Regions from separate parts of the Danio rerio genome. Here regions 2, 3 and 4 are each linked to region 1. Evidence: chromatin contacts called from public HiChIP or PLAC-seq and Micro-C data. All regions are on one chromosome and are shown on one strand. The core of a region is the stretch at or near the end of the contact, and the rest is flanking DNA. Distances in the headings are between cores, read along the strand shown. Region 1 holds the start of slbp (stem-loop histone mRNA binding protein). Region 2 holds the start of nkx1.2lb (NK1 transcription factor related 2-like,b). Region 3 holds the start of gcna (germ cell nuclear acidic peptidase). Region 4 holds the start of ogt.2 (O-linked N-acetylglucosamine (GlcNAc) transferase, tandem duplicate 2).

Evidence for each region. A called contact is a pair of places that touch in the nucleus more often than the background predicts. HiChIP or PLAC-seq counts read pairs in DNA pulled down with a chosen protein or histone mark.
Region 2: a contact with region 1 is called in an H3K4me3 HiChIP or PLAC-seq map of gastrula embryo, with 4 times the contacts expected there. The contact joins the promoter of nkx1.2lb here to the promoter of slbp in region 1. A contact is called at or near these places in 2 of 18 Hi-C or Micro-C datasets (embryo and fibroblasts) and 1 of 4 datasets of contacts at active chromatin or transcription factors (gastrula embryo).
Region 3: an H3K4me3 HiChIP or PLAC-seq map of gastrula embryo shows a contact between it and region 1, with 2.6 times the contacts expected there. The contact joins the promoter of gcna here to the promoter of slbp in region 1. A contact is called at or near these places in 3 of 4 datasets of contacts at active chromatin or transcription factors (caudal fin, embryo and gastrula embryo).
Region 4: a Micro-C map of caudal fin shows a contact between it and region 1, with 2.9 times the contacts expected there. The contact joins the promoter of ogt.2 here to the promoter of slbp in region 1. A contact is called at or near these places in 1 of 18 Hi-C or Micro-C datasets (caudal fin) and 3 of 4 datasets of contacts at active chromatin or transcription factors (caudal fin, embryo and gastrula embryo).

Annotation. Positions count from the first base shown.
Region 1 is chr14:17,116,598-17,124,597 of GRCz12tu, forward strand. slbp (stem-loop histone mRNA binding protein) reads left to right here and starts at 3,812. Exons shown (of 7, transcript NM_001256194.1): 1 at 3,812-3,955; 2 at 4,846-4,965; 3 at 5,416-5,478; 4 at 6,368-6,517; 5 at 6,635-6,784; 6 at 7,599-7,710; 7 at 7,807-8,000. The coding sequence starts at 3,900. The coding sequence ends at 7,866. The region is part of intron 7 of LOC101882685 (a long non-coding RNA gene); the gene reads right to left. It overlaps si:dkey-102m7.3 (a long non-coding RNA gene), which reads left to right. Exons shown (of 5, transcript NR_170153.1): 5 at 89-237.
Region 2 is chr14:17,339,719-17,347,718 of GRCz12tu, forward strand. nkx1.2lb (NK1 transcription factor related 2-like,b) reads left to right here and starts at 4,996. Exons shown (of 2, transcript NM_213548.1): 1 at 4,996-5,572; 2 at 7,437-8,000. The coding sequence starts at 5,164. All of the region lies in intron 7 of LOC101882685 (a long non-coding RNA gene), which reads right to left.
Region 3 is chr14:16,962,121-16,970,120 of GRCz12tu, forward strand. It overlaps gcna (germ cell nuclear acidic peptidase), which reads right to left and starts at 3,278. Exons shown (of 13, transcript NM_001013573.1): 1 at 3,168-3,278; 2 at 1,827-1,940; 3 at 1,563-1,734; 4 at 1,391-1,457. The coding sequence starts at 1,916. It overlaps ogt.2 (O-linked N-acetylglucosamine (GlcNAc) transferase, tandem duplicate 2), which reads right to left. Exons shown (of 23, transcript NM_001386799.1): 20 at 7,380-7,532; 21 at 6,931-7,183; 22 at 4,875-4,998; 23 at 4,052-4,799. The coding sequence ends at 4,619.
Region 4 is chr14:16,979,326-16,987,325 of GRCz12tu, forward strand. ogt.2 (O-linked N-acetylglucosamine (GlcNAc) transferase, tandem duplicate 2) reads right to left here and starts at 4,871. Exons shown (of 23, transcript NM_001386799.1): 1 at 4,714-4,871; 2 at 4,420-4,480; 3 at 2,502-2,652; 4 at 1,955-2,198; 5 at 1,287-1,355. The coding sequence starts at 4,456.

The sequences.
Region 1 (8,000 bases), core at 2,562-5,061:
CAAAGAAGCCTGCTACATTTCATTATTTAGTATTTAATGTTGAGATCTGTGTTTGACTTTTTTTTTTTTTTTTTTCCTGTGGTTGTAGGAAAAAAGTGTTGAAGATCAGCCAGAATGACGATTCTCAAACGGTTCAATGTGAATGTAACAAGCGAAACTTCGACTGTGGTGTCAACTTATCTGAATGGAATATGAATGTTCTTGTTTAATTTTTAGTAAATGAATATAAAGACCTGCTCCCTTTTGTGAAGTGGTTTCATGCTGAATATTAAGAATTATCAATGTGTAATGCAATCAATTATGGCTGGTTTTCCATTTAGAAATAGAATAGTCTTATACAGGTTACTGAAAGAATATTTTAAATTGTCAACTGCTTGGACTAGTCTTTTTTGACTTTACACTATTGACCTGGTGTTATTTTATTTATTATTATTATATCTTACACTAAAATAATAAAGGTGTCAACTGAATTTTCAGTTGGGTAAACTATCTAAGCCAGGAGTGTCTGGACTCTGTCCTAGAGGGCCAGTGTCCTGCATATTTCGAACCCCAATTAAACACCTAAACCAACTAATTAAGCTCTTTTTGGGTGTTCTAGAAACTTTCAGGCAGGTGTGTGTGTCAAAGGAAGTTGGAGCTAAACTGCAGGACACTGCCCTCCAGGAAAGAGTTTAGATACCCCTGGTCTAAGCCATAGGTCTCAAACTCAATTACTGGAGAGTTGCAGCTCAGTTATGCTCAAACCCTAATCAATATGTCTGATCCAACTAATCAGTGTGTTCAAAGCTACTTGACACCAATTGAATCTCCTAAATTTGTTTGATCAGCTGTGTCTTGGGGTTTGTGCAAAAAACTGTAGAGCTATGGCCTTCCAGCAGTTGAGTTAAAAGTCACGTCTCGCTAACAGTTTCAGGCTTTGGCGCATTTTGCACTCGCACACAAGCGTACCGTGCCAAAGCCCAAGTGAACCGTGCTTAGGCACACCTCTTCCAACCGGGCCAGGGCTGGCCAAGTAAACCGTGCTTGAGCCCGATTCAGCGCACTCACTTTTCAAACGATCCGGGAAACGGGCCTGAGCACGGTACGGATGGCATAGTGTGAGTAGGCCCTTAAAGACCTATGGTCTAAGCCACAGGTGTCAAACTTGGTTCCTGTAGGGCTGAAGCTCTGCACAGTTTAGTTCCAATGCTAAAACACCTGATCAAACAGTTCTTTAGCATTGTTTGAAACCTACATGCAAGTGTGTAGAAGCAGCGTTTGAATAACCGTGTGCAGGTCCTCCAGGAGCTGAGTTTGACACCCCTGGTCTAAGCAATAAATAACTATGCCACTGGTCCCCTAGTTTGACTTCTTAGAGTTAAGACAATTACAAGAGTGATCTATTGTAAAGTGAGTGTCAAAAAATAAAATCAATAAATCTTGATTTCCTGGAGGTTTGCAGCTCTGCACAGTTTTGCCTTTAACCTAATCAAACGCAGTTGATCTAACTAATTGAGGTGTTCATGACTACTAGTGGCTATTAAGCAGGTGCGAGTTGGAGGTGGTTGGAGCTAAACTGCAGAGCTGTGACTTTTGAGACCTGTTAAAACTGTAGCAATGAGGTCACAATACTGTGCAGCTTTTAGCAACATTAAAAAAATTTCAAGCAGCACTGTACCATAACTAGAAAAGTGGGTTAAGTGTGTACTGCAACATTAAGCATCGGTATAAGCAGTAATTTTTCAAAATTAAAAGCTAGATATTTGCGTCTGTCATCTAATGCCAAGCATTCCAAATATAAGAATAATATTCAACATGTAAAAAGCTAATTTTTTGTACACAATGTCTACATTTATTTTGTTTCATATATGTATCTACATATTAATTTATTTTTCACATTCATATTTTTACTTTTCTTGGTCTCTAACCTACTGAAAAATCCCCCAAAAATTTTGGTATTTATGCTATTAAATATTCAGACTATTTGATTTTTTTTTTATTTGAATATTATGTGCATGTCTGTGTTTTTCACAATCAGGACTAAAAGTCAATGAATTGATTTTTTTTTATTTGAATATTATGTGCATGTCTGGGTTTTTCACAATCAGGACTAAAAGTCAATAAATAAATGACTGGCACTCATATGGCAAAATAAAAAAGACAGTTGTTAACGTTGTCCTGTTCCCCAGTTCTGGTAAAAGACTAGAAACATCCATGTTATAAGTCCTGCAATCTTTTTTAGTCCACCTCATAGTAAAGTGTGTTTGGTTGTACTTTTTAAACTTGAAGTGTATTATGTGCAGTGTATATTGCTGTAGCTGTAAGACCTTTAGTTCAGTGGGTCTCCGTGTTTTTTTTTAAATGGTACATTTCTGCCTCCTACTGGATAGGAGTGTGTAACGCATAATAGTTGGAAAGTAAACCATGAATGGGAGATGATGGATGATAAATAAATAATTAAGATAAAGTTTTATTTACACAAGAGTCTTGAATTATATTGATAAATCCTGTTATCCTGATAAATTCCAAATAAAGGATGAGTAAACTGACAGAATAATTGGTTTTGTATGAGTTTAAAAGTTTTAAGGAATAATGCGTTGCTTATCTTAATGCACTCAAATAATGATCTAATATTCACATTTATTTGTATTGACATATAGGTTTATAGGGTCCATTTTAAAAAGCTGGTTCACTCAAATGTGAAAATGAGCTCCTTCTTCCTTGTGTGCGTGTGTTTGAGTCCTTTGAATTTCTCTCTTCTGAAGAATGCTGGTTGCTGGGATGCATTGACTTCAATTGTAGAAAAAATGGGAGTCAATGGGTCGCGGCAACCAGCATTTTCTCAAATGTTTTCTTTTATGTTTAACTGAAAAAACTCGAATCGAGTTTGAGCAATTAAATGGCGAGTCACGTTAAATGGGAAAAAAACGTTTCACTGATGTATTCAGTAGCCCCTGTTATTTTTGAATATGTTGCACTTACAGGTTGTATAACATTTATTAAGTTCCTAAAATTAGCACATACATCACACAACGTGACTGGTTGAACTGTCCCTTTAAGGTGATTCATTTTTCTTAAAATCCGAAGGGAATTAAGGTTTAAACAAACGGTAATGGTATTTTTCTTGTTTGAAAGAAAGAAAAATTACTGGTGTTTTTGCCACATTAAACCGAAACACATCGACGACGGGAAATTACCTCGGAAGTATTAAAAGGCTATGCATTAATATTTTTCTCTCTTGTTTTGTCGTGACCACGACTAAATTATTGTGAGCCCGAGCAGTTAGGCTATTTTCTCCCTGATCACAAGGCCGGTGCAGACTCACTGGTCAGACATTGGTCAGATAATAATAGTAATAATAATAATAATAATAATAATAATAATAAATATATAAAAGCAAACAAAAAAAACGTGATTACGACATGTTTGTCATAACGTTTTATGTCGAGATCACGAGATAATTAAGTCATCACGAAAAAACAAGAGAGAAAAAATATTTTAATCCATGGCCTCTTGGGGCTTCCTTACATGACTTACTTTTTCTCTTTATTTCTTAATACATGAAAAAATTATTTTTGTGGACCCAGGTCTTTCGTCTGTTTGTATTCCCGCCACGGCGTTCTAAAACGGAAAAAGAAGTTACGCGCTAAACTCGACATGTGATCTATAAACCATAGACCGACCTCAAAGAGCTTAGAATCACCTGATTCTAAGGTCTTTGCAGATTTTAACGAACGGGTACACATGATTTGTGGATCGGCGTATGTGGGTGGATCAAGTTGTGAGATACGTCACTAACACCGCCCCTTAAGTGTCATGTGACATCGATGTTGACGTACACTGCAGGACATTGGCGCGGTTTAATCCAAACCCGGCAGCTGATCGTACGTGCAGGTTCAATTTTACACCCTCTCGAAGCAATGTCTGAACAACAAAAATACAAATACGAAAACGATTACAAATCTAGTGAAGACAGGTAAGAATTTTAAACTATATTTAGTGGTGTGTGCAGTTGTTTTTGTCTTTTCGTGTTTTTTGGCTTTGTGGCTCCGATGTTTGCTAGCATAGCAAGACAACAAAGTATTGTGTTCCTGCTGTACTTCACTATTTTGTCTGTTTTTGGACTATAAAACATTCTTTTTACTTTCATTTGTAACTTCTTCTACTATTTTAGGTCATTAGTTCTTGCAAAATCTCGACTCTTTTATGCAGATAATGAATGAGGTGTGAAGATCTCCCGCCAGTCTTCTGTGTTGTGTTCAGAGTGTAAATGAGAGTTGGCGCCATACGAGCATTACCTCTGGATTCCCTAAATCAGCATTACTTATTTTAGTTTTACTAAAAGTTGTTGTTTTTATTATTTGCAGTGAGTTGTGTGTTGACTGCAGGTTATTTTGTGGCGCCATGGAAACAAAGGTTTCTTCGAGTAGTGATTTAGCTCATTGTGTACGTTAACTGTTAGTTATTAGGAAGTCGCGGTTTTCCGTCGCCATCTCCTTTAACGTTAAGTGTGTAACGAAGTAGATTTGTTTGTAATTATACATAAGCATATTTGGAATATTAACAAGTGATGATGACTTGTGTTGTAAATTGCATTTCTTACTGAAAATGTATTAACCCAAATTTTGATTCGTAATATGCTTTGCTAAGCTCTGTATAAACAACTTTAAATGTGCATTTTATCAGTTCTGTGATAAATTTTTTTTGTAACTCTGCGATTCTAGATTTTTAAATAGTTGTATCTCCACCAAATGTTTATTAATTATATCCATGTGTTTATTGCTTTAGCATTTCGTGTTCATGTTATGTGCAACATTCACTTTTTCACTTTTTTTTTTTCAAATGTATATATATTTTGTGTTAAAGGAACAAAGGAGCTTCAAGGTGGTCACAGTGTAGGAAACGTGGAGCAGATGGTATTCTGAGGAAGTCTCATGCTGATGAAGAGCCAGGCAAAGATCAAAGATGTTCGAAGAGATCAGAAAGGTAACATTTTGCATTGACTTTACAACATACCAATTTCTCAAGAGAGTCAACTGGAGTAGTTTTGTTAGGTTGTGGTTGACATTTTGATTTATTAGATGCATCAAATCTGACCTCTTTGATGAATTTCATTACATTTTAAACTGAGATACAAATGATAGTCGGTTTATTTTCTTATTACTGAACAATTGTGTCTTTTTTTGTGCAGTTTTACAACCCCAGAGAGTGAAGGACCAGTGTCCAGAATAAAAAACTGGGGCGATGAGGTGGAGGAACAGGAAATGCGCACAAATGTCCGGCGTGATTTTCATCGGTCAGTTGCCTCTCTTGAATTAAAAAAAAAATTCTTGCCAAAGTAAATTTTACATTAACAACAATTACAGTATTTTATGTTGCAAATATACAGGTGTACATGGCACTGATAAATCCTTCATTTTATTTATTATTTTTCAGTTACAGAAGGAGGATTCTTGCGAGTGATTTCCCTCAAAGAGACAGAAAAATCTCATCTGGAAGGTTTGTGTTTTAATCAGGGTCGCATTTAGACTTATTCCCCTAAAAGGTGCTCTTATTTGTCCACGTCAAACCATTTTTTTGTTTGTTTCTGCAAAATATTAGCTAACAAACTTTTCCCTTTAAATCTGAGACCCCAGCACTAACTGTGAAATCAATTTAAAAACGTTACAATATATTTCATTGAAAGGATTCTAATCCAAAAATAAATAACTTACTGAGTTTAAAGTTTTATCTTTGGAAGAAACATTTTTATTAGTTTTCAATGTGTGACTAGTGTTCATTTATTATAAATCAGTAGCGATGGCCCGATCAGGTTTTTTGAGTTACTTAATTTTAAGTATCTGGCGATTAACGAAAACCGATCCGATACTTCTATAATAAATAAAAATAAAAGAAGAGCAAAGAAACCGATCCAGGACTTTGCCTGCTTTTAACCATTTTTGCTTCAGAGATGCTATTGATGTCATGCTGCATGCGTTGCTGTTGCTGTGTGAAGTCGCACAGAAAACTGTTCTAGACATGATGCTTCAGGGATAGTTGGAAAGATGTTAATTTAATGTAGGGCTAGTTGAGAAAACAAAAACACTAAATGCTTTTAAGATATAATACATCAGACAAGGGACACAGGCTTAGAAAACATGATTAAATGAACACTACTACTGTCCCAGCATAATATACAAGTAATAACAATTGTAATAAATGTGGTGCTATCAAAACACTATTCTTATTGTTTGAGCATTTTGTTCACCTCAATTTGGACAACCCAATGTGTGAATTTGGGGTGGGTCTACCTGTTTAAGCGTATAATAGCAAATAAAAGTTCAATCTAGAAGTAAGTTTTACAGCAATTTTGACTTGAGTTGTAATCAAGCTTTTCTTGTTCTCCCAGTTCAGACTCCAGAGACTCTAGGGATTCGAAAGAGTCGCCTGCTAAAGGTGACATCGAGACCGATGAGACCACCCTCATCAGAAGACAGAAGCAGATAAATTACGGGAAAAATACTCTTGCGTACGACAGATACATTAAAGAAGTTCCAAAGTGAGTTAAACCATGCTTTTTTTTTTTTTTTAACGAATGTGTCATGCTACCCAGATCTTTTTTCTGCAATTATTTTTTGTACAGCATCAGAACCTTAAAATATAACTCCTCTTTCAGGCATTTGAGACAACCAGGTGTTCATCCAAAGACTCCAAACAAGTTCAAGAAGTACAGCAGACGCTCCTGGGACCAGCAGATTAAATTGTGGCGGGTCAAACTTCATGCATGGGACCCTCCTGCAGAAGAGGGAAGCGACTTTCAGCAAATGTAAGCTTTATTTCCAAAAACACAAAAAAGCTAATAAAATAGGCTTAAATGGGACCTATTATGTCGCTTTTTACAGGATGTTAAATAAGTCTCTAATGTCCTTAGAACAGGGGTGGGCAAACTCGGTCCAGGGGGGCCAGTGTCCTGCATAGTTTAGCTCCAATTCTAATCAAAAACACCTGAACGTGCCAATCAGTGTCTTCATGATCACTAGAAATCTATAAGCAGGTGTGTTTGATTAGAGTTGGAGCTAAACTGTGCAGGACACCAGCCCTCCAGGACCGAGTTTCCCCACCCCTGCTTTAAAGTGTGTAAGTGAAGTTTCTACTCGAAATACAACACAGATATTTTTTATAACCCTTTGAAACTGCTCCTTTTAGGCTTTGATCCAAATTGTGCTTTAAATTCAAATGAGATTGTGCTATTCAAAAGAGGGCGGAGCTATAAGCACCAGCAGCAGATTCAAAACACTAATGACAAAAGGCTGCTTTTCACTCAGGGCTGAATACGCTTATGAGGAAGAGATCTTCTCTAATGGGCAAGACTTCCCCCTTCTGATGGCGTTTACTAAGCGAGAATGTCCATCAAAGTGTTTTTGCAGACTTGTGATTTCTAAAAAAAGAATTAATACATTTTTACCATTAGAGGCTGGCTATATTCACACCACTGTGTTTAAACCACATATAAAAGTGATTTTTACATAATAGGTCCCAATTAAGAAAAACATTTACACATCAGCACAGTGTTAACACTTTTTAAAATTTTTATTGCTACAGTTTTTTTTCTGTTTCTTTAACTCCTTTGTTTGTAACAGAGAGGAGATCGACCTTGGTGAAATTATGGACTTTGAGTTGGATGTGGAAACGACAGAGAATACTGAATCCCAATGCTCATCAAGCAATGGAGCAGCACAGTCTTTACAAGAGGTGATGTTTTTGGCAGACATTATTTATCCAACCATGGTTTTAAACTGGTATTTTTGGACATTACAGTTGTTAACATTCTTATATCATGTGTTACAGGACGCGTTCATGGAAACACCGAAAAAGATGATGAAAATTGAGGATTCCGACATGTCTTGAGCAGCTACACTGAGTGTCTATGAGAGTATTACTGAGCAGCTGAACTGTTTTAATGCACTGTTTGTTTTGAGCATCATTGTTTCCAACAGGTTCTGATGTTTTTGTGATGACAGGTTTTGACAGCTTCTTAAAGA
Region 2 (8,000 bases), core at 3,746-6,245, 220 kb after region 1:
TAATTGAGCACACCTCCTTTTGAAAATGAATATTTTTATCCATTTCTCAGTGAATAAATAGGCAATGTATTTTGGTGCATTTAAACAAAACAGATTTATTGAACAGATATATTTATTAAAATAATATTTTTGTCACTAAACATATTTAGAAATTGAAAGATAATACAATTAAATTTAAAAATTCAAAATCTAAATATCGCAAAAAATATAGTTTTGATTAGGGTTAAACAAAATTCCCTGTAATTTCACCCTGTATGAATTGTCAGTTGAAATATAAACCATTATTTGTCCTGAAACTGAACGTTTAGCAAAGACATATTAAACAGGCAGCAAAATTTTTTTTTAAATTGTTCTGAAATTTTTATTGATCAAGGATGAATCTATTATCCACAAAGAATATTAAGCAGCATAATAGTTTCCAACACTGCTAATAACAAGAAATATTTCTTAAGCAAAAATCTGCATATTTTCCCTGAAAGTTAATTTGACAGAAAACTAAAGTAACCTGGAAAAAATTACATTTGAAACTATATTAAAAAATAAACATTTCTGTCAAATTATCATTTTTCACAATATTATTGTTTTACTGCATATATTATCAGATAAAAACTATCTTCTTATCTAAATTTCCCCCGATGTTTATTTGACACAGTAAACTAGTGTAACAGAAAAATTGATTACATTTTTAAAAATTTCCTTAATGTACATTATTTTACAGTATTATGATTTACAATGTATTTAATATCATCTGATGAGTACATGGCCATTGTTTATATCCTAATAGACCAAGAGCTTGTATGTTATGAATAATCTATATTGTTTTCATATAGTTTTACAGTTAACTGTGCAATAATGCTTAATAATCGCTTCCACTTCAAAAACAGGTCACATTATAGATGGAAAATATTATTCAATATTTAATTATGTGATGAATAATATATTTTGTTAAAATAATTTTAAGCTTCACATTCAAATTTCTATATTTACTGTGGAGACAGTTTACTTGTATTCATTTTATTATTTTTATTATTATTATTATTATTACTCATCATAAATTGTCTTCTGTGCATTCCGACAGTGAGTTGTGAGACAAGAGAATTGCGCCCCCCTCTGGGCAGTTTGTTTTAAATGGCTTTAAATGGCAGCTCTATCTGCTGAGTTAATTAACATCATGTTTTTTAGAGGAAAAAGGAAATGTAGAAATCATTTCTAGGGATATTTCTGAGAACTATAACCACCCACCAAAGCAGTTTTACATCAGCATTATACTTTTTCACAATAATATTTAAAACTGTGCATATAAAATTAGATTGTGCACTCAATTTCAAGAACAAGTCTTCAACTTTAATATAATTATGTGATTTAATTCAGATTTTTTTTATATCCCAGAACATTTCTGCAGTTTCCTTCCCCGCATAAATGCAGCATAATTCCTAGGATTCATAAGGCATTTAATCTCAGTTGTTATTTGCTCCTTCTCTCTTCATCTCCTCAGTGTGTTTGAAACTGCCTGCTGTATATTTGTCCGTTCACAAGCTCTCTGCGCTAAGATTGGAATTCTCCTTTCTCATTACCAGTCTTAATAGACCCCTTCGACCTCATCCCAGCCAGAGATAATATCTGATCCATAGAATTAATTAATTATAGCCCAAATATTATAGATTATTAAAAATAGCATAAGTAATAGTGTAATATCTCAAGCTGTCGACTTTAATAGTCAACATTGTCTTGGCAGCTCTTATCAGTGGGAGACACCCGGTCAGAATATTGATTTCTAGTCGTTTTAACCATCATCTGCTGTTGTGATGGAGAATTGTCAAGCTTTTACTGCTCTGTGCTCATTTAAAATCATTAGATTGCTTCTGACGCTTTGACTAAAGCCGTCTTTGCTCCCAGAACACTACAACTACACTATATTTTATACTGCACAACTGACAATGAATTTGCAGTTGGGTTGTCCCAGCAGAAATGTATGTTTTTGTGTGTGTGTCTCTGCCATATAGTCAAAATAAAGAATAACTGAGATGTATATCTTTGGATTCAAAATTAGATTAGATTGGCCATCCAGTGAATGTTTTTTCTTCATATTTCCCAAGTAATGTTTTTTTTTTTTCAATCTATTTTAAACACATTTTAGATTTAATAACTATTTTTTTTATAACTACTTTCGTTTGTCTTTGCCATGATGATGGTAAATAATATTTTACTAGGTATTTTGCAAGATGCTATATTATTATTGTTATACCTACATAGGTTAACTAGGCTAGATAGGTAATTAGGCACGTCATTAGAAAACAGTGGTTTGTTTTGTAGCTAATTGAAAACAATAACATCTTAAGGGGGGTAATAATATTTACCCTAACAATTTATATTTACTAAAAGTAAAAACTGCTTTAATTTTAGCCAACTAACTAAAATAAATATATATTTTTTGATAATTTAATAATTAATAGGTTAATAATTTTGCTTTATGTATGGATGAGGGTATTGAAATAGTGCAAATAACTACACTGAAATAAATTATTCAAAAATGATTACTTGGATTTTTTTTTAAGTTAAGTGGCTGTAAGCCATTTATTTGGCCTGAATTTGAACAAACAAATTAAGTTAAACATTACTAAAATTGAATTTGTTTGTTTAAATTCAACACAAATTGTTTGCAAAAATTTTGCAGAAATTTTTTTCAGTGTATTTCACTGTATGTCAATATATGTTAATTGACAACATAAAGCATATAGAAGTCAGAATTATTGTTTATTTATTGTTTATTTCTTTCCCCAATTTCTGTTTAACGAAGAGGACATTTAGAACACATTTCTAAACATAATAGTTTTAAGTCACCACTAATAACTGATTTGTTTTATTTTTGCCATGATGACAGTAAAATAATATTTTACTAGATACATTTTAAGACACTTCTATACAGCTTAAAGTGACTTTTAAAGGCTTAACTGGGTTAATTAGGTTAACTAGGCAGGTTAGGGTAATTAGGCAAGTTATTGTATAACAATGGTTTGTTCTGTAGACTATCAAAAAATATATAGCTTAAAGGGGCTAATATTTTGACCTTAAAATGTTTTTGTTTTAAATTAAAAACTGCTTTTATTCTAACCGAAATAAAACAAATAAGACTTTCTCCAGAAGAAAAAAAATATTTTCAGACATACTGTGAAAAATTCCTTGCTCTGTTAAACATCATTTGGGAAATACTTAAAAGAAAGAAAAAATTAAATGGGCTTCAACTGTAAATAAGAACTATACTGTGTTAGATAAACAATCAAGCTCTCAACAGTTCTAGATTTCTCAACTCAGGATCTGTGATTGAACATTATGGTTATTATTCTATTATTATTATTATTATTAGGTCTATTTTTTCTTTTATTGTTTATGCAATAAAATATTTTGTTTGTGTTTTTTTTTAGCTTGGTCACTTGATCTGGAATGTAACTGATTCATGCTTAACTAGTCACAAAAGTGTATGTTAATGCAGAAAGCCTTGAGAGGCTGTTGTTATTAACTTGTCAATAATGAATATGTTATTGTCAATGATTTTCTCACATGATGTAGTGAAGCTGCGAGGAAGTCGGTTTGTATGTTGCAGACCGAGGGTGTCTGTGAATAGGACAATTTACATGCAAATGATCTGCATAATATGATTAAATTGCCAAAATCATCCAGAGGGCTATGCTGGGAGGATTTTCTAATTACAACAGCAATTTTCATAATCAGCTGACAAAACAGCCTGACTGATGAATTGTGTTTCATGGACAGACAAATCTCAGAACATAATCAAAGTCTGTTGTAAACAGTACATTATTTAATCAGCTTGGTAAAACTCGATGATCCTCTTTAAAGGAGAATGTGCAAATTTAAGCTACACATGAGAAACACTCATGGGAAAGCCTATTATAAATCTATTATTTGGCCCTCGATAGATCAGATTAAAAGTTGAATGTCATGGCCTGTGATACTGTAGGCTCTTTGTTGAGGCTAATATCGGGACTCCCATGGGTCTCCTCATGATGTGTTAATCATGTTTATCCTTAGCTGATTGTTTTAGACATTATTTTGTGCAACTTTTTATTTCTTGCTTCTAAAGGATCATTGCTTTTGGTAATTGTGAAGAACTGACCTTGTTTGTGTCATACAAAAGAAAAAAGAAAAAAAATATTTTTCCACACTCCTGTGGAGATTTTCACCTCTAGGTTTTTGCACTCAAAGTTGTATAGTTAATAATTGTAATGCCATTTTGGTTTAACACGGTATCCGAGGTTTCATTTATTCTTGGGGTGATAATTGTAAACTGGGATTTGAATGTTTTTCAAACTTTATTTTAAGTTACAATTCTTGCTATTAACAAACTCTTAATGTTCTGTTTATTGATAGTAATTAGCAGTTAGGTTAAGGTAGGATTAAGGAATATGATCATATAGTACTAAAAACAGCTATATCTTAATAATAGGCAGGTAATAAGCCACTATTAATTGTGAGATTTGATATTTAAGTGATTCTGGATAATTTTTTTTTATATTAACAATTAGTTTGTATTTATGTTCTAAACACCCCAAGGCTGCTTTGAAGTGGGCCATTTTCTCATTAATTTCTCTGGAAACAATGATTATCCTAACCTTAAGCTAGAGCTGAGACGGGCGGGAGAAAGTAAGGAAAAATAAGGCTATTTAGTGTGTTTCCAGTCCAGTGCTCTGCCGTTGACAGCTGTGTATATCAGGGGCCACATCATCGCTCACTCTCCTCTGGAGCTCCTCACACCCGCAGACAGAGATAATAGGCTATTAGAGGCATGGGATTAATTTGTAGCCAATTACCACTCACAGTGGAATATGAATGCATAAATAAGCCAGGGCTTGTGTCTAAGTTTTGGAGCCGATCGGAGCAGTGTGAAGGGGAGGAGAGCCGGCTGGGCGCGCGCGCGTGTGTGTGCGTGTAACATAAACACCGGGGTGTCCTGAGGGGGACGGTTCAAACCCAAAAAGGACCTGAGCAGGAGGACATCAGCATCACTGTCCAGAGACCGGCTGGATCAACTCCTGAACAACCTCCAAGTAGCAGTAGACCGCACTTATTTGATATCCTTTCTTCAGCATGTCTCCTGTTGAGTAAAAAACGGCGAGAGAAAGCAGAAATCTGACCCTCTGGAGAGCTATGAACCGGGAGAAGGTGCAGGTCGGCGACTCCGTCGCGCCTGCCGGGGCCGGTGTGATAGTGGTCGCCCCGCAGGACGGCATGGACGACAAGCGCCTCGCTGCTGGAGAACTGCCGGTGTTTAACTGTGTAGGAGGGAGAGACGCTTTACCGGCGGAAAGCCGAGAAACCTCACCGAGACACGAGCCGGTTCCCGCGGGCGCGCCGCCTACCGTCCACCGGACCACCTCATTCTCGGTTCTGGACATTTTGGACCCCAATAAATTTACTAGTAAGAGGCAAACGCCTAACAGGACAGGTTGTGAATTCGCGTTTGGTGCAGAAAATAGAAGTGATGACTCAAATCACACGATCGAGCACAAGTCTTATCAAGAGGACTATGACTGTAAAAAAACATCAGGGATTTTAAGTAAGTAACCTCGCTATCTTCTGACTTGTATCTAGCCTATATTATGTTCAAAATTATCGTTAACATCACATCAATAAATGAAACGAACATTATTTTGTAAAGACCTACATTTTAAAATGTTTGAAAATTTAGTTAATAGTTACATTTTGAAAGAGTTACATTTTTAAATTAAAATGTTCTTGCATACTTGACTGACTAAATGCAAAAAAATAAATAAATAAATAAAAATGAAATACCTTTGTATCTCACTTTTTGCTCGAATCAATGTCACGTAAAATTAAGCAGGCCTAAAAAATTTGTTTATATATGTGTAATGTTGGCCTATAATCATAAGATATTTAAAAAGTAGCTTATAACCAGTCTATTGTATGATACTGCTTGAAACATCATATCAAATGAGCATTTTCAGACCTGTTTGGTAAATGTTTTTTGTAATAGAATAAAAGTTTTCAGAACTACATTGTTTCTGTATTTTAAATTAACACAAATGGGCCTGGGCAGTCCATTTTAACTTTAAAGAGCTATAAAGAAAGATTTCAACCAAGATTATTTTTAGAAGGAACGAAATTAATCATTCAAATCCATGTAATACACATTTTAAGTCTGTTTTGACTAAGTCGATGCTTGAAAAAAAGCTGTAATTCGTTAAGATTATAAAAAAAACAACACTTTTTTCTTTTTTAAATGTAATTAAAAAAACTTTTAAATTTTATGTGTGAATGATTTTCATGTAAACTGCATTATAACAAATCTTAAGATTTTGTTTAGAGTTTCAAGTTGTGTTCCGGGCACCATTTTTGTTTATTAATTAATTTATTTTTTGAGTAATGATCGATATTTCTCTAAATAAATATAATAGGTTTTAATCTTGTAATTATCCGATTTTTGTCCCTATAATTTAGATGTTGAAGAAGGAGAGTTTGCAAGCTGCCTGAAAGAGATATACTCATTTCTATAATAGGATATCGACCAGTCTGGAGCAGATCCTCCACATTATCAGCGTCTTTACGCAGCAACTTGCGTTAAATTAAGCGCAATCGAATTGCCTTTAATTGTTTTTTCTTTAGATATGTTAGAGCTCTGTCTCGAGTCTAAATGGTGAAAATAGCAAGCACTGACTTCGTGGGCATCATCTTATCTATTGTGCCTGTATTTGCAAGGACAAATATGTGTCAACCCCTATGATTGATTGGAGGCTGAGCGCGAAAGCAATTTTCAATAAACAGTAATTGTAGGCTGCAATAATTTGATAAGGTTTGTGCTGTTTTTAACAGCCGCTTTAAATGGATGAGTAAATTGAGAGTTATCGATTAGACGGCCATGCTGTGATTTAAGATGTCAAGACGAATTGACACGCCAAAGGAAGTGTCATCTATTCAGTCGTCACTTCATAAAGAGAGGGAAAAGAGCGGACAGAACAGAAATATTACTTCAATTTAATGTGTAAAAATGTTGTCGTGTGTGGATATATTTTTTTAGATTTAAACTTTTTTTAGACCTATATATAAAAATACTTCAACATATTAAGCGAATAAAACTAAAGCTGTTTAAGCATCTGTAGCTATAGGCTATCTGTTAAATGTAAACAGCCTAAATTATTTCTGTGATAACCAATCAACAAATCTATGGTTTTCTTTTAATTCAAAATAATAGTTATAAAAAACAATAATGATTAGAAATGGAACTAGAACAAAACGAATGTATGATAACAAGAAACGAAATTTGCTGAAATATTTTCCCCTTTTCCCTTTTCATTAAATCTGTTTAAAACCTGTTGGTGACAGTAAACAAATATAAGTGTGTGGTATTAATTCACCTGTGCTTAAGAGTCATTTGTTGACGGCGGTCTATTGTGTTTCTACAGAGGATGGGTTCGTGTTCCGGTCAGATGAATGTGAGTCTGATTTCACCCGAGGGAATCAATCGGACAGTGAACTCCAGGAGGACCTATGCAGCGAAGAGAGCAGCGCCCTTACTGGAAACAACGATGCCGAGTTCGGACAACACGAGGATGACGACTCGATAAGCAAAAGTCCAGACGGACAGCAGACACAGCAGTCCTCGTCAAACGGACAGAATCACCAGGTGAAACCCAAACGGAAGCGCTCCGGGTCAGACTCAAAGTCTGGCAAACCCAGAAGAGCCCGGACTGCGTTCACGTACGAGCAGCTGGTGGCTTTGGAGAACAAGTTCAAGTCGACGCGGTACCTGTCCGTGTGCGAACGTCTCAACTTGGCGCTGTCCTTGAGCTTGACGGAGACTCAGGTGAAAATATGGTTTCAGAACCGCCGGACCAAGTGGAAGAAACAGAACCCGGGCGCGGACACGAGCGCGCCGACCAGCGGAGGTGGAGGCGGGAACGGACCGAGCAACGGGCTCGGCGGGCTGAGTCCCCTGAGCCCTTCTCCTCCTATGAGCGGCCATCTGT
Region 3 (8,000 bases), core at 2,028-4,527, 160 kb before region 1:
TTGACTAACGGAATTTAAATGTCTACATTCCAATAAAATATTTTTTATGGAAAGAGAAGCCTGGCAGTAATTACATTTAGGTGATTCTTCGTTATTCAATAAAAATAAAAGTGCCAACCTAGAATGTCCAATTCGACACCTGGTATAGATCGTCTGATCATGCCTGGTCTCAAAATTATAATCTGATAAATGTCTTTTATTTCATTATTTTAATTTCATGCAATTTATTGTTGATGCACATCAGGACTTATTTGCTGCAATGAATTTCTACATGGCCAGGTATTAATCTCTAACTCTGTGTTGTATTTTTGAGTAACTGATGTTGTTCAATTGAAATTGGCTTATTTTGTTTAATTATGTGAATCAGATTGGAAAGTCTTTACCTGACAAATAAATGTCAAATTCTTGTTTAACATCTCCTGAAATCAGCCTAAACAATCTACTAGATTTAAATGATGTTTCCGCAGTCTGCGACCAGGATTAGTCATACATTCAGGCTCAATGGATAGAGCATAGGCACAGCATTAGAGACCTGTTGATTTCTGACAATGACTGACATAGTATGATATAATCTAGTGGCTAAAAAAAACTTTCTTTATGTATGAGCAAGCATGGCACGGCCTAATATTACTTAAAGGAAATTAGTTTACAATTATATCCTCTGTCTAAGAACCAGAACTGGCGAGGATGTGTCCGTGAGCAGACGACTCTGTCCAGCATACAGACTCTAAGCGGCTTTGGGTAAACGATGAACCATTAACTGAAAATAAGGATTTATTAGGGTACTCAATCTAAATTAGACCAAATCACAACCTATAAGGTAATCCGCTTGAATTGGATGAATGTAAATTTAAATAATTATAAATTTGAATCAGATTAAATTTGGAGCTGGAAACAAATCAAAATACATTTTAACAAGTAGAAATATTTCTTTTCACATGTGCTGAAAAGGCTTACATGCATTTAACCTTCACTCGTACTGTTAGTTCTGTCATAGATGGACCCTTTTACGTGCTGTTAAGGTATGAAGCACTTCTCATTCTAAAGTCACTTACAAACCACTTATTTAATAGTGAACATCAAAATAACAGCAGTAATGTAATGTGATGTACTTTCATTATTTTTTAACAAAAATGTTTAGGATTTTTTAAATACAGACCCTTACTTTTTGATAAATTCAGTTTAAATATTTAAACAAAAAAAAATTGACAAAATTATCAAGAACCGGCACCTAAAAATGATATCCTTGCAGCAAAAGTGTATAAGCACGCATTTTATGAATAAATAAATAGATAAAACTTGTAAATAAAGTTCCCTAAAGTTTGTATAACGGCTAATAAAATGTATGATATAATAGCTAGATTATAAAGTGTGTTCCCACAATTCTCACCTTGGTTTCTGAGCAGATGAAGCAGACTGTTTAAATGTAGATTTTGGAGTAGCCTTTGAAGCAAGAACTGAAAAATGAAAAAGAAATATTTATTATTATAATATTTATTATTACAAAGTCATATAGCAGGAGTCCATGTATGGACATAAAAAGATTCACAAACCAAACATACACTTCTCAAAGTCTTCATCATCTGAAGTCAACAGTATGTGTTCCTCTTGAGACCGGTTCTCTTTTCCTGAGGAGTTGTCAGAGTCGGACAGCTCCAGTCTCTGTGCTGGACCTGTGCTTGAATCAGAACTGGCCAAAGCTGGACGTCTGGTCTTCTTCAGGCTCTTCCTTAACTGAAAGAGACGTTTAAGGGACAAGTTGTGATGAGATGTCATGAGATGGGTTGTTATGCAATTACAGTGTATGTTAATTAGAAGTACTACACCTTCTCCTCAGCGTCATCAAGACCACCATCTCTGTCCCATCCCAGCTTTGTGGAGACTCTCTGAAATAGTGATAAAGTACCAGGATCCATCGTTGCTTCGGAAAACTACCGATCCTAAGCAATTCACATAAATAAAGCCATGGAACAATGTGATCAAATTGTTTGATTTAAACTAGATTAATAACATTTAATCAACAAGTATGTTTTATAATCAATATTTAAGTATGTATTTTGTTTACGGGCTGCTTGATATTGGTTAACAATTGACATTACGTTTTTTTTTTTTTTTTTTTTTTTGCGATATAGAGTATAATTTAACTACTTGAAAAGAATAGCTTATTTGAAAAGAATTCAAATTATGTTGAATGGATCTGCATAAAATATAATCAACCAATCACAAGTACTGTTAAATACTGCAGAGCAGTGATACAAATGAAATAAACAGTATTTTACAGTTGTCTGAAAGTCTAGCAGTATTCAGGTAAACAAATTGAATAAACAAATGTAGAATAGCATCGTATAGTCTTTATCTAATATATGCATAAAAACTATTAATATTACTTCAACATGCTACATATTTTATAATGTCTTTCTTGTGCCTGTATATTTTAAACTGGCTTTGAAATTATTACAGTCATTGGTCTTAAAAACAAAAGAAAACGATAAACTTGTTTATGTGCACATTACGATATCGATGCTGAAACTATGTATTGTACAGCCCTAATTTAACCTTAGGTTGACTGTATACACATTTACGTCAAATATTGAGGTAAAGTTGTTTTTAAATTTGCACATTCAGTTTTACATTAATAATATAATTTCAGAAAAATATGCTTTGCAAATTTAAATAAGAAACTCATATTATCAGCTAATGACTACCAAGAAACAACATTGTTTACAGTGCTGATAAATATTAAATAGCGCTGTTTGCGATAAGTTTACTTGCATGCGACTTCAGAATGAAAATGTAGCGTGGTTGACAATATAGAAACCATGCCATGTTGTCCCTGCTCAAGAATGAACAAATTTGCGAGTATAAAAACAACTTTACCTCAATAACTGTAGGTAACGTTACTGACCAATGACTGACACGCAGCAACTAGACGTCCATTCCTCATGAGGATGTAACGTTATATATCTCTAAAATCAAATAATAAATACACATGCCTAATAAAAACAATTAATGGACTATTCTAATCTAACACATTCTATGCATTACAAGTGTCTGCGACATCTATGGTACTTCTCTAAACAATTGGCCATGTGACAAACGCAAAAGACAACTAACGGAAAGATGTCTTCAACTCATATACCTGATTTGCTCGTTCAAAGTAACGTTACCTCTTTAACAATGTTGGCGTATCGCGCCCGACATCAAAATAGCCAGAGCTTTAAACCATCAGCGAGTAAACTACGATGTGTGTGGATGGAAAACAACGTTCAAATTTTGCCAACCGGAATTTGTCATGTGAAGACAGAAAAACTTCCGGTCTCAGCAGCGCTGCTCGAGTGATCAGGCAGAAATCGCAATAAGTCCATATCAAAATTAGATTTATCTACACGATTAGTCCTTAAGTTCAACGAATTTGTCTTTAAATGCATAGACAGACACACGTATATATAAATTATACAAAATAATCAAAAGACATGGCTTTATGCAAAATTATATAAAGCAATGTGAATAAGAAACAATATATTTTAAATAAAAAAAGTGTTGTGTATGACTCAATTAACTAGAAATGACTCCTTGTGGAGTTTTCTTTTCTACTTATCATTATAACATTTTTCCTATTTACATACCTTTGTAGTGTATGCAAACATTATTTGAAGCATCACTTTCAAAAGGCTATATTTACTTTACTTTGAACACAACCGTAGAAATCTGAATGAGCTGGGGAACTACTGGTTTGGGGAAAAGTGCCCAAAATCCCTAGCAATGCAACATTGTCAAGGTTTATTAACCATATATTCATTTTACAGGACACAATCATTATGTTATATATATATATATATATATATATATATATATATATATATATATATATATATATATATATATATATATATATATATATATATATATATATATACTGGCAACTTTTCTTGACAGCAAAATAGACAACAATAACCATTTAGCATATTAGTAACAATGTCATATTGGATTAGCTCATAAAATGAAAGGAATGTTTAAAAAAAAAAACACTGCAATATATGCAAATCTTCAAGGTTTCATCATCTCTTTATTTTAGTTTACGTAAAGAGCCTTGAATGGACACCAACAGAGCAAACAAATCAAGAATATCTTATCAGAAAGACAGTGTACAAAACCAGAACATACTTACCTAGACCTTTCCTAGTAAAATCATTTTTAAAAAAATAAAAAAGGAAAAAGAAGTCAAGTGTCAATAAAAGAGCAGTTTGCAGGCCTTTTGTCAGTGTACAAAGTCCCTCCACTGTACAGCTTGTTCACACAGGCACATTTCCAAATGAAAGATGTTGTTTCTATTTTTGATAGCATCCAGACCAAAACGTGATCCGAAGTATGCATCCCAGATGATGTTTAAGTCATGATGACAGCTAAAATAGGTCAAGCACATAAGTTAAATAAAAGACCGAATCTGTGCCAATATTCTCTTTAAATAGAGGAAAGATCCAGAAAACAAACAATAATACAAAATCAGTGGAGTCATACAACACAGAGAGAGTTTTCTGATGGGAAAGAGGTCTGAGTCTTTGTGCACCCCGCTGTCCAGTACGACGGGATGGATGGCTCATGCAATGGAAATTTTAGGTCAGGTGCTCTCGCTGGTCTCCAGAGACTGCATTTTGACCAGGTGGTCAGGTTTGCCTCCGCTAGCGTGATTCTCCCACATCTGCAGGTAAAGTTTCTCCAGGTTCACGGTGTACTGTTTGGTGTTGAAGAGAGGGCTGCAGATCCGCTGCTTCCAGACGCGGGCACGCACCTTCTTCAGGCTGTGCAGAATGAACAACATGTTTCATAGTGTACTTTACAAACCTTTTAGAGGGGAAATGACAAAAGGAACTTACAATTCCATATCAGTGCCAAGCTTTACTGCAATGTCTTCATACTCCTGACGGCTCCGGGCGATGAGTTCAGGACAGCCAAGACAGGTGAGCTGAGATGCAGCAACACATGAAGCCAACGTCTCTCCTGCAGAACACAGTGTGAATGGATAAACTTCAGTTTCTTGAAGAAATTGTCAAATGTTTGCTTGTGCATAAGTCACGCAGTGAAGTGGCTGATTTAACTTTTTCCAATTAACATTGTATATTTTATACTATACAAGTGCTACCAGATTTTTCAAATTGCTTGTTTAGATTGCATGTGTGCCATAAATATTCTTACACTGCCAAGTTTCACTGAATTGTGAAATTCACTGAATTGAATAAGGCAATAGCCTTCTTGGCTGAAATAAAATGACTATTTTCTCCAACAAGGCAAGCTGAGTTACACAGACCAAAATAAAGACAATGCATTCTGTGTCGGAGAAAAACTGACTGTAGATAAACAAGTATGTTTACTTAGCATGTTTCTTGAATACCTGGTATTTTTACGCTTTAGAAGTGTCAAAATCTTACATAAAACACATTTAATGATTAGGTTATGCACTCTGATCCCTGGCTAACATGCTACAAGTGTCCAATAGTTGGTACCCTAAACCATAAAGTTTATTCCGCACTGATAGAATACATACAGCTTGTGCAGTGACATCAGTGACATGCAGTCTAAACCAGTGGTTCTCAAAAAGGGTAATCAAAAGGCCCATCTGGATTCATTTTGTGACCTGCTTTATCTTGAAGAATAATGTATATATATATATATATATATATTTTTTTTTTTGTTATAATTTAAAGTACTGCAAATATTAAGCTTTAAGTTTGGATCATTTAAATGCAGTTGATATTTCCAAAAGAAAAGTGCACCAGCATGGCCACTTTTAATTTTGAATAAGCCCTCCTGGGTGCTTTGTATACACCCTGAAATAGGGCTGGACGATATTGGAAAAATCTAATATTGCAAGATTTTTTTATTATGTGATACACATTGTGATATGAATACAAGATGAGTTGAGTTGAGTAAATTTTTTGGTACCCAGAGGTACCAAACTCTTTTTGCAGCAAAGGTGAAAAACTATTTGGAAAGAATTGATAATTTTAGATTTATCGGCTGGGCCGATAAATGATATACTGTAATATCGAATCGCAATAAAATTTATGTCGATAACAATGATAAGCTTCGGACTTTTTTTATTCTGTATTGATTTAAGAGCCAATCACACAGCATAAATGTGCAACAATAGGAATCTAAAAGTGTGTTGATGTTAGATATGTACCAAATTTCCAGCCACCAAAAAGTTATTGGCTGAATATTTGTTATGCCATTTAATGGACCCTTCTAATTTTTGTGGCTTCAGTTATTGTTGGGAAACTCTTTTAAATGTGGAAGCACTTATATCATTCAATTTGAAAAACAGTTATTGAGATTGCATTTTTGCCATATCGCCCAGCCCTAATTGGGATGATTCTGTATAGAATATAGTAAACTATTTACAAGCATAAATAACAAATACAATAAACAAAAAAAAGTACAAATTAAATAAACAGCATTTTATTGTTTTCCAGAGGAGTCGAGCTGTATTCAGGTATACTGTATTCAAATAATAAAATAATACTGCATCGTCTTCATTTTATAAACTATTCCATAAAATTAATCGTTGTTAAGTTGTTATGTTAAAAACGGTACAATTTATTATGCCTGAATGCTTTCAAAACCCTCACACAGTCGCCTCAAAAAATACTTGCCAAATCATCAATTATAAGCCAGACTTGACTTTGCATATACTCGCGATGACCACCCTGAATATAAAGAAAAGATAATGTAATAGTTTGTGTTATATGCCTGCAGGTTAAGTAAAAGTACACCTAATCTACTTGGTAAAGTACGATTCTTGAGAAAAACTATTTCAGCATTTGTAAACTGTTACTTTACAGTACACTTTGAAAGGTTGTGTTAAATTATTTAAGTACACTTGGTTGCTAGAATTATATTATAGTGTTTTTGTATGATCCAAGCTTGTATTACCTGGCATTGTAACCATGGGGGTTCCAGCCCAGAGCACGTCCATGCCTGTGGTGTGGCCATTACAAAGCGGGGTGTCCAGGCACACATCAGCCAACTGTCCACGTCGTACATGCTCCTCTTTGGGAGCCACAGGAGAGAAGATGATGCGAGAGGCAGGCAGGCCCAGATTCTGAGCGTACTGCTGGATATTGGGCTCACCCACGGCTGGGAAGCGCAGCAGCCAGATCACACTGTTGGGCACACGCTTCAGGATCTGGTAATCAACAATGAGCACAGTGAGTAGAGCTGCTGCAGAATCAGTTTTACAATAAGCACATGCTGTTTAGTTAAGTTAATCCACTGTAAAATGTTACTCAATTTTGATTTACACAAAAAACTATACTCACAAATAATATAACTATATTAGAGGGAAAATATGTATATATAACAGAAAAATTGTTGAATTTTACATTGGCCCACATCTGCAGGGTTGGAGGGTCAATCTTATAGAGCTGGTTGAAGTTGCAATAGACAATTGAATCATCAGGAAGCCCATATTGTGAGCGGGTGGTCACCACAATTGTTTTAAGAACTTCTTCTCCTGTTGCTGCTTTATTGTTAATCTAAAGAAAAAAGTAAAAACACAGATGTTACTTGTTTAGGTTCTGAAACAATCATGAGGTGCAGTGATGGGATCCTGCCAATTTCCCGTCTTCGTATTAGTCTAACATATAAAACAATTGAGAGATTTTAGATGACTTCAGCTCGCACCATTAATTAGGGGGTCATGCACAGGACATGCTTTACATCTTAAAATGGTATTCTACACATTGCTAAGGAACGTGAAAAGATGCTGAATAGAGTGGCGGAACTATGATGTCAATTTGTATGCAAAAACCTGGAAACGAGCTGGCATTATAGCAGTTTCAGTTCTCTTGTCCCAAAGTCAATAGGTTTTTTGAATGGGATTACGATTAAATCGCTTAAATAAGGTTCGTGGCTAACACAAACTCAAGACACTTTCACATTTTATTCTACGACATAACACATCAGTTACAATCCACTCTTGATTTTTAAAAATCTTTTATGCT
Region 4 (8,000 bases), core at 3,621-6,120, 140 kb before region 1:
GCATAGGTTTTAGGACCCTTGTTTGGCAAGATACAGAAGAGCCTAGCCTTTCTTTTTTTGTATGGCGTCAAATGGGGGCAGAACAGGCAGTAATCAGACTTAGAGAAAAATTAGAGTAGTTGGACAGAGGGGGTGTGTCTCTAACCTAGCCATTTCAATGAATAAAACAAAATGATACAGTAGAAGGAAAAGTTTAACCTTGTTGAATTTTAAGAGACTTTTAGTGCAGGGCTTCTCAAAGTCCAGACTCTGGTGCAGATATAAAGAGAATTTAATCGAGACCCAGCTCAATTTTATTTTTCTATTGTGGGTAAGGCATTAAAATGTGGATTCGCCACTTTGATAAGTGCAATTTGAACTTGTACTCTTTCTTTTAATGAGTCCAAGATGAAACCGAAGCCAATGTTTAAAGGTTCCTGCCAATGATAACTGATATAATAGGACAAAAGTCCTCACCAATGGAAGTGTATGAATGGCCGAGGATGCCAGTTTTCAGAAAAGAAAGGTTGACAGTTTTTAATGTGGATTCGCCACTTTGATAAGTGCAATTTGAACTTGTACTCTTTCTTTTTATGAGTCTAAGATGAAACCGAAGCCAATGTTTAAAGGTTCCTGCCAATGATAACTGACATAATAGGACAAAACTCCTCACCAATGGAAGTGTATGAATGGCCGAGGATGCCAGTTTTCAGAAAAGAAAGGTTGACAGTTTTTAGAGATCATCCGGCAGAGAGGTATGAACATATTTTGTTCCAATAAAACACAAAACTGTTTGATTTGTAATGGGTTGGAGTTGTGAAGAGTGGAAATGTCAAACATTACTATGAAACAAAGTATAGTCAGCTGACGAAGCACAGACAGCGCCACATCAGAATGCTCTGTATTTTGCGTCATGTTTTATCTGACCAAACACTGACTGTGTTTTGTTCATAAAAATAACTGACACTTACATTAAGTGTCATTTGGTCACATTTGCATTGGTTATTAATGTATTTTTTATGCAAAAGATCTTTGTTTCTTACACTTTGTTGTAACCAATTTTTTTTCCAGGCCTTAGACACTAATGAAAGTTCAAATTCAGAACTTTGCATTGGGACTTTGAGAACCCCCGTTTTAGTGAGTGAAAAGCAGGTGACCGGATGGCTCTGAGTACACACTTTTCTAGTTCTACTGAGGTTAGAACTGTAGGATGATAGGCTAGATGGTGATAATAGCCTACAGATTGATTTTAAAGAAAAAGCAAAATCATTACATAAAAGTGAAAGGGCCGATATTTTTTAACATACCTTTGCCTCTTCAAGGCGCCCAAGCGCTTTAAGCAGGTTACCCAGGTCACTGCGTACACAATACAGATCCTGCAAAATAAAAATAAAAACAATAATCATTATATTTTTAAGTTTCTTCATTATTTTTTTACGTTTCAGGCCATATTTAAAATTTGACAAACACTTAAACTGTGAATATTTGTTGCATTCCGAGTCTGTATACTGTTATACTGCAAAATAATGACAAATTTACAAAAACAAACTTATCCAAAATGCAGACAAATTTGATAATGCAAAAAACTTGTTTTCTGCACTTACACTATCCATTTATGTCTATCTAGTCTCAAAGCAAACAAGGGAGTGAATATGTTAAAACAAAATGTCTGAGAAAAAGAGACTTTGGAAAAAATGAATCAGCAGTTTAAATAGAATTCTACAAGAACAAAACTACCAGCAGTTTATATATGATAGGTGCTGGTTGAATGGTATTACTCACAGTACCATTACAAAGCAAACACAAGTGCTCAAACAAACTGATTTATGAATCTTAAATTTGTTAAATGAGATAAACAGCACATTACTGCATTGTGTCACTATTCACTTCTTGCATTCAGTTTGTTAGTTCAAGACAAGCTCCAGTTCAGGACACCCGAACATGAACCAGGCTGGCCAAATTTAAAAAAACTTACAGGATTACAATGAAGAGCAGACACATATGCTTGAACTGCTCCCTCCATGTCCCCTGCTGCCACCAAAGCCGCTGCCAGATTGATGTATCCATCGATGAAGTCTGGTTTGAGACGAAGAGCTTGACGATAACGTTCAATGGCCTCCTGCAGTTGACCTCGTTCCTTGTGAACGTTGCCCAGGTTAGAGTAGGCCTCAGCTAGCATGGGGTTCTGCTTGGTGGCCAGAGTGCTAAATTGAAATGACCTACGTGCATTTTCAAGTAAATCAGACAAATGTTTGTTGTTTTAATTATATTGTGACTAAAATGTACAATTTAAAAACTTTAAAATGAAAATTTATTAAGAATCACATGCAGAATTCTAAGAGCATGAATTATAAAACTAAAAAGGGATTTTTACATGTTAACTAGCATGTATTTGTTTTGCAAAAAGGTCGCAACCTATATTTTCGATACTAAGAAAAATCTGCAACGCCATTATGACAAATGTCATACCACTCCATCTTCCCAAAAAAAAAAAAAAAGAATCATAAAGTTTTTCATCTCACATGTCTAGCCTGCGACACTGGAAGTGGATAGAGGAGAGCAGCAGCAGCACACCAGTATTATCCGGCTCTTGCCTCCACAGCTGCATACAGTGGTGCTCTGCTGCCTCAAAATCTCCTGACTGATATTCACGGTGCGCCAGCTCTGCCAACCCTTGGAAGGAAAGAACATGTTTGGTTGGTTCTGAAGCACCAACACAACCCAGAGGAGGGGAAAACGGCATGTTAGAAGAAATGGAAATAATGTAAAAAATAATAATAATAAATAAATAATAAAACTTCATATAAACACTATTCAGTGCAAAACCATTTAATGCAGTTATGATAGGTGCATAATATGTCACAAAAATTATCAATATCACGACAATAGTATATGCAATAAACATATTGCAGATGCATGATAAATTGCATTTTTTGCATTGCTTATCTAAATTATAAACAAATGGGGCCTTACTATCTTTATCCCCACCTAACCAACTAGTTCTGTTATTGGCTGGAGCAGGTAAACCCAGAGCTGAAATTCAAACACTAATCATGGGAGTCAAAACAAGAGGAAAATTACAAGAACCAATCAGTCACAATATTTTTCAGAAAGTTGTCACTAATTAAGCATTTTAAAGGCTAATCTTTTTAGTCTAAATTTGAATCAATTAGATATGTAAATATAAATTTTATCTGTTCATTTTAACAACATTTCATAAATGACTTAAAAAATAACTAATAATTTCAATAATAGCATTTTTCTAAGGAAAGGTTGTATAAGGGTTATTTCAATATTTAAAAACAATATTGTATATTTTTCCAGCATAGTGCAGCCCTAACTATGGCATTTTTTCTAACACCAGCACTAATGGTTCCTCAAAGGATTATAGCAATTTTGATAAACTATAAATCAACAAACAAACAGACCAACAAGAAACAAATTAATGGTTAATTAAAAAAATACTGCATTTAACATTTATAATAAAAGTTATAAATAATAAATGCAGATGTTGAATTGAATGGGGACAAAAATGTAAACTGGAGAAGAGCATAATGTGATAAGAACATGTGAAGAACAAATTAAGTTATTTGTTGCAAAGTTGGTGAAAATTCAGAATTTAGAACAAACTTCCTTTCAAATCACAAGTTACTAAGTCACAACAGGTATTTCTAAAATTATATTTTGATACATTTATATTTATGCCCATACATATTCATTTTCCCTCTGATTAAACATACTTGGCTCCATTTTAAGCTACAGCATTTTGTGAAACATTTAATTTGTCCACCATCATGACTCATAAAACTATTATGTGCTGGCATAATTTTCAACAAAAATTAAAAAAAAAAAGTTTTTTTATTACTCTATTGTTATGATTTTATTACTACTCATGCTTAAGTCCTAACCTTTGTGACTTTCTGTTATTAAACAGAATATGTTTATGGGTTTGAACACAAAAGAAGATATTTTGCTAAATGTTGAATGCTGTAATCACTCAGTTCTACAGTAGGTTAATAAACAAATGCTACGGAAGACAATGCTCAAGGTTTTAAACAAGCAGATTTAATGATGACAAAACTTTCATATCCCTTTATAGGTGCAAAAACGTGGTTTTTAAACTTTTACTACAGAAAATTCTATTGTACATTCTCTGCATTTTACAAGGACACCTGACTTACCATTGTGACAACCTTAGCAAGTTTCTACTTTGTTGACACTAATGTCGTTAAAAACGGTTTATATCTGCCTTTAAAATTTGAATATGAATTGTAAACTTTCTGTTATCCTATTTAACACTGTCACTGTCAGAAATTACAATATTAAGTGACAAATAAACCATTCTTTAAATAAAAAATTAAATAAATCTAAAGGTGGTTATACCATCGTCACTACAGCGCTGAATATGTGGACTCAAACATTAGCTTATGTCTTGTTTACCTGTGCTGTCAGCCGCGTTTCCCACCGAGCTCGCCATCTCTCCTTCACTCTTTACTGGATCCTGTGCAACGGTTGACAGTGTATCGATTTAGGATATGTAAAATATAAAGGTCTCAAGTTTGTTATATTTAGTTATTTTTAACTAGATTTGTATAATATTGCAAGAAACGCTAAAATTGCATTTTAAACAGCGGGTGGTCATCGTGCAGCTACAGAGGTGACGCTAAAAGACAATACATTAAACATTTAGTCTAAACTGCTGATAAAAGGCGAGTTTGTGTTCAGTATTTTTACCATTGCGGTATTTTGAGCAAAACAAGGCTTTTCAGTTTCCAGCGAAATGGCGGATGTAACCGGGGGAAGCAGCCTTTTCCTTCTGAACGTTTGTTCCTTGTACGCAAACAAACTAAACGTCTTGCGTAGTTGCCCAGTTATCATACGTATCTTTGAATGGAAAAACGCATGACGGTCATAGTTAACGTACGCTATACCGGTTTCTACGGCAAGTCAAATGGTTCAAAATACAGTCTCGTTTCTCCCAGAAACTCGAAAATAGCTCTAAAGAGATATTTGGAATCAGGGTCTCTAGGAAAAACTTATTCATTTTTCGGGAGACACATTATTCTAATTTCAAAACCCAAGGATAAAAGAGCATTAAATAATCTTCGACCTATCACACTTCTTAATACAGATTACAAAATATTATCAGGGGTAATTGCTGCTAGATTAAAGGTCGGTCTTCCTCAAATAATTAGCGAAACTCAATCAGGATTCTTAAAAGGTAGATCTATTCAAAACAATGTTAGGCTTGTTCTGGACATGCTAGAATGCAATAATTTTATTGAAGAAGAGGATTTTTTTAAGCATTTCATAAAGTAGAACACCAGTTTCTTTTTCAAACCCCAAAGTTTTTTGGTTTTGTTTTTCAAATTTGATAAATATCATTAAAATGCTTTACAAGGACATAGTTCAGTTGCTAATAAACAAAAAGGTGAACAGAGGAATAAGTCAAGTATGTGGAAGCTCTCTATTATTCATTTTGGTTGAAGAACTATTAGCAATTCTTGTAAAAAAAAAAAAAAAAAAAGAAACAAAGAAAATATTGCAGGGATTAAATTTAAGGAACACAATTTTTAGTTTATTAATTTAGTTCATTAATTAGTCAGCTAACTGATGATACGACTCTTTTTTTTAAAAGACCATACACAAATCCCCTTAGCTCTTAAGCTAGTTGAATGTTTTTCTAAAGCCTCAAGTTTACAATTCAATTACATCAAAATGTGAATTGATGGCCATCCACGAGAACCCTTTGACCTCATTTTATAACATCTCCGTTAAAAATAACTAAAATATTTTATTATTATTATTATTATTATTATTGTTGTTATAATTACGTTTCCCAGCGATGGGGCACCCACTGTGTAAAAACGTGCTGGATAAGATGGCGGTTCATTCCACTGTGGCGACCCTGGATTAATAAAGGGACAAGAACAAGAAGTCGACAAGAAAATGAAAGTATTTCTAGATTAATTTATGCATGCTTTGCATTATCCATTTTATCCAAAAAGTTAAAATAAATAAATAAAATGAATTATGATTTCATTTTGAGTAAATAGTATCATTATATTAGGAAAGATGACATTATTAAGGAATATAGTGAAGGTGGATTAAAGGCTATAGATTTTGATATTATGAATGGAGTACTTAAACTTAAATGGCAGCAAACATTTATAAAAAATGAGGATTCTTATTGGTTTATAATCCCTTCTTATTTGTTTAAAAAACTAGGAGGTATAAAGCTTTGTTTATAATGTGACTTTGAATTATCTAAAATTTCACTGAAACTTTCCAATTTTCATAAGCAGGTTTTGTATTGGAAAATGCTGTACAAACATAACTTTAGTCCTCATAATGTGTCATTATGGAACAATCGCTGTATTTTAACGCAACGTAAATCTTTTTTTTTTTTTTTTTTGGAGGACTGGTGGCAAAATGGTATTTGGTCAGCACTGCATATTTTGCATAAGAATGGTTGTTTTGATAGTTGCAATTAGCTTGGTACTATCTTTAAATTTATTGTGTTAAAAAAGATTATTTAAAAGTATTAGATGTATTCCCTTACCATTAATTAATATATTAAAAGAGATACTCCACTGTCACACCAAAAATTCTGGATAATAAAGTAGGTAAGCTAAATTTTATTGACAAGAAATGTACAAATACGTTTATTAGAAAGTGTCTTATACAGGAATACTAGCTGGTCCTATTAAAAGAAATTATATTTTCCAAACTTTTAATAAGAATTTAGTTTTAAAAACTCGAAAATACAAAGAAGTACATTTTAAAATTATCTATGATATTTTCCCTGCAAAGGAGTTTCTGAGAAAAAGATTTAAACGTGAAATGTATTGTTTGTCAATTTTGCAATAGTGATATTGAAACTGTTGAACATCTATTTCTACATTGTTATTTGGTTAATTCTTTCTGGTCTAATGTGAACAACCGGATAAAATAATACATTTCAAGGTTTCCTTCTATTTGTTGGGACATTGTGAAATTTGGAGTACATTTGGACAGCAAAAATGATGACTTAACTGTAAATTGTTTACACATTTTACTTAAATTCTTCATTCACAAATGTAGAATTTTGAAAACAGCTCCTCAACTGATTGTGCTTAAAAAGGAGTTTGCCACAAATGCCACCTAGAAGCTTTAAAAATAATGAAGGGTGAGAAGGCTAAACAATTGTATGATTTGTTTCTAGAATATGGTTTTATTTAACCCCTTACAGAGTTTCTGTTTAAAGTCTGCACGGGTTACTCTTTTTTGTACATTGTATTCATTTTTGTCTAATTTTAGGGTTTGTATTTGATTCACTGTATATCTGACATGTCTCAGTCAGTTTGTGCAAGATTATTTTTGAACTGAGTTTGGACAAAATTTTTTTGTTTTTGAAAGGCAAAAAAAAAAAAAAAAAAAAAAACAGGGCCCTATTATACACCCGCCGCAGTGGGGCGCAAGACGCGGCGCAATAGCCTTTTAGTTTCTGCTTGGTGCAAGAGTCATTTTGAGGCGTTGCGCTATGCTGTTTAAATAGCAAATGCATTAGCGCTCATTTGTGCGCCCATAGGCGTTCTGGTCTAAAAAGGAAGGCGTTCTGAGGCGGACCGCTGGCGCAATGCTATTTTGAGAAACTATAATAGGTTTTTCATTAGACCAAAACTAACCCGGTCTAAACTCCGGCGCAGAGTTGCACCTCGCTTACGCACTGCTTAATACGCACAAGAGAGCAATAGGCAAATATCTTTACATATGAAAAAATTTTAATATTAAGGATATATATAGGATATTATAAGAATAGATATAGGATATAAATATAAAGGATTAAAATATTACAAAACATATTATTTTCTAGCCTATATAAATATGAAAAACCACTGCTTTTATGTCTTCTTCATCTCAGGAGGCTTTTTCAGGTCATTCATAACAATTTGCTTTTGTATAATGTTATCATTATTAACAGTATTATTTAATATATCCATATTTATTTTTTTTTATTAAAAACAAGCTTAGATTTGCCC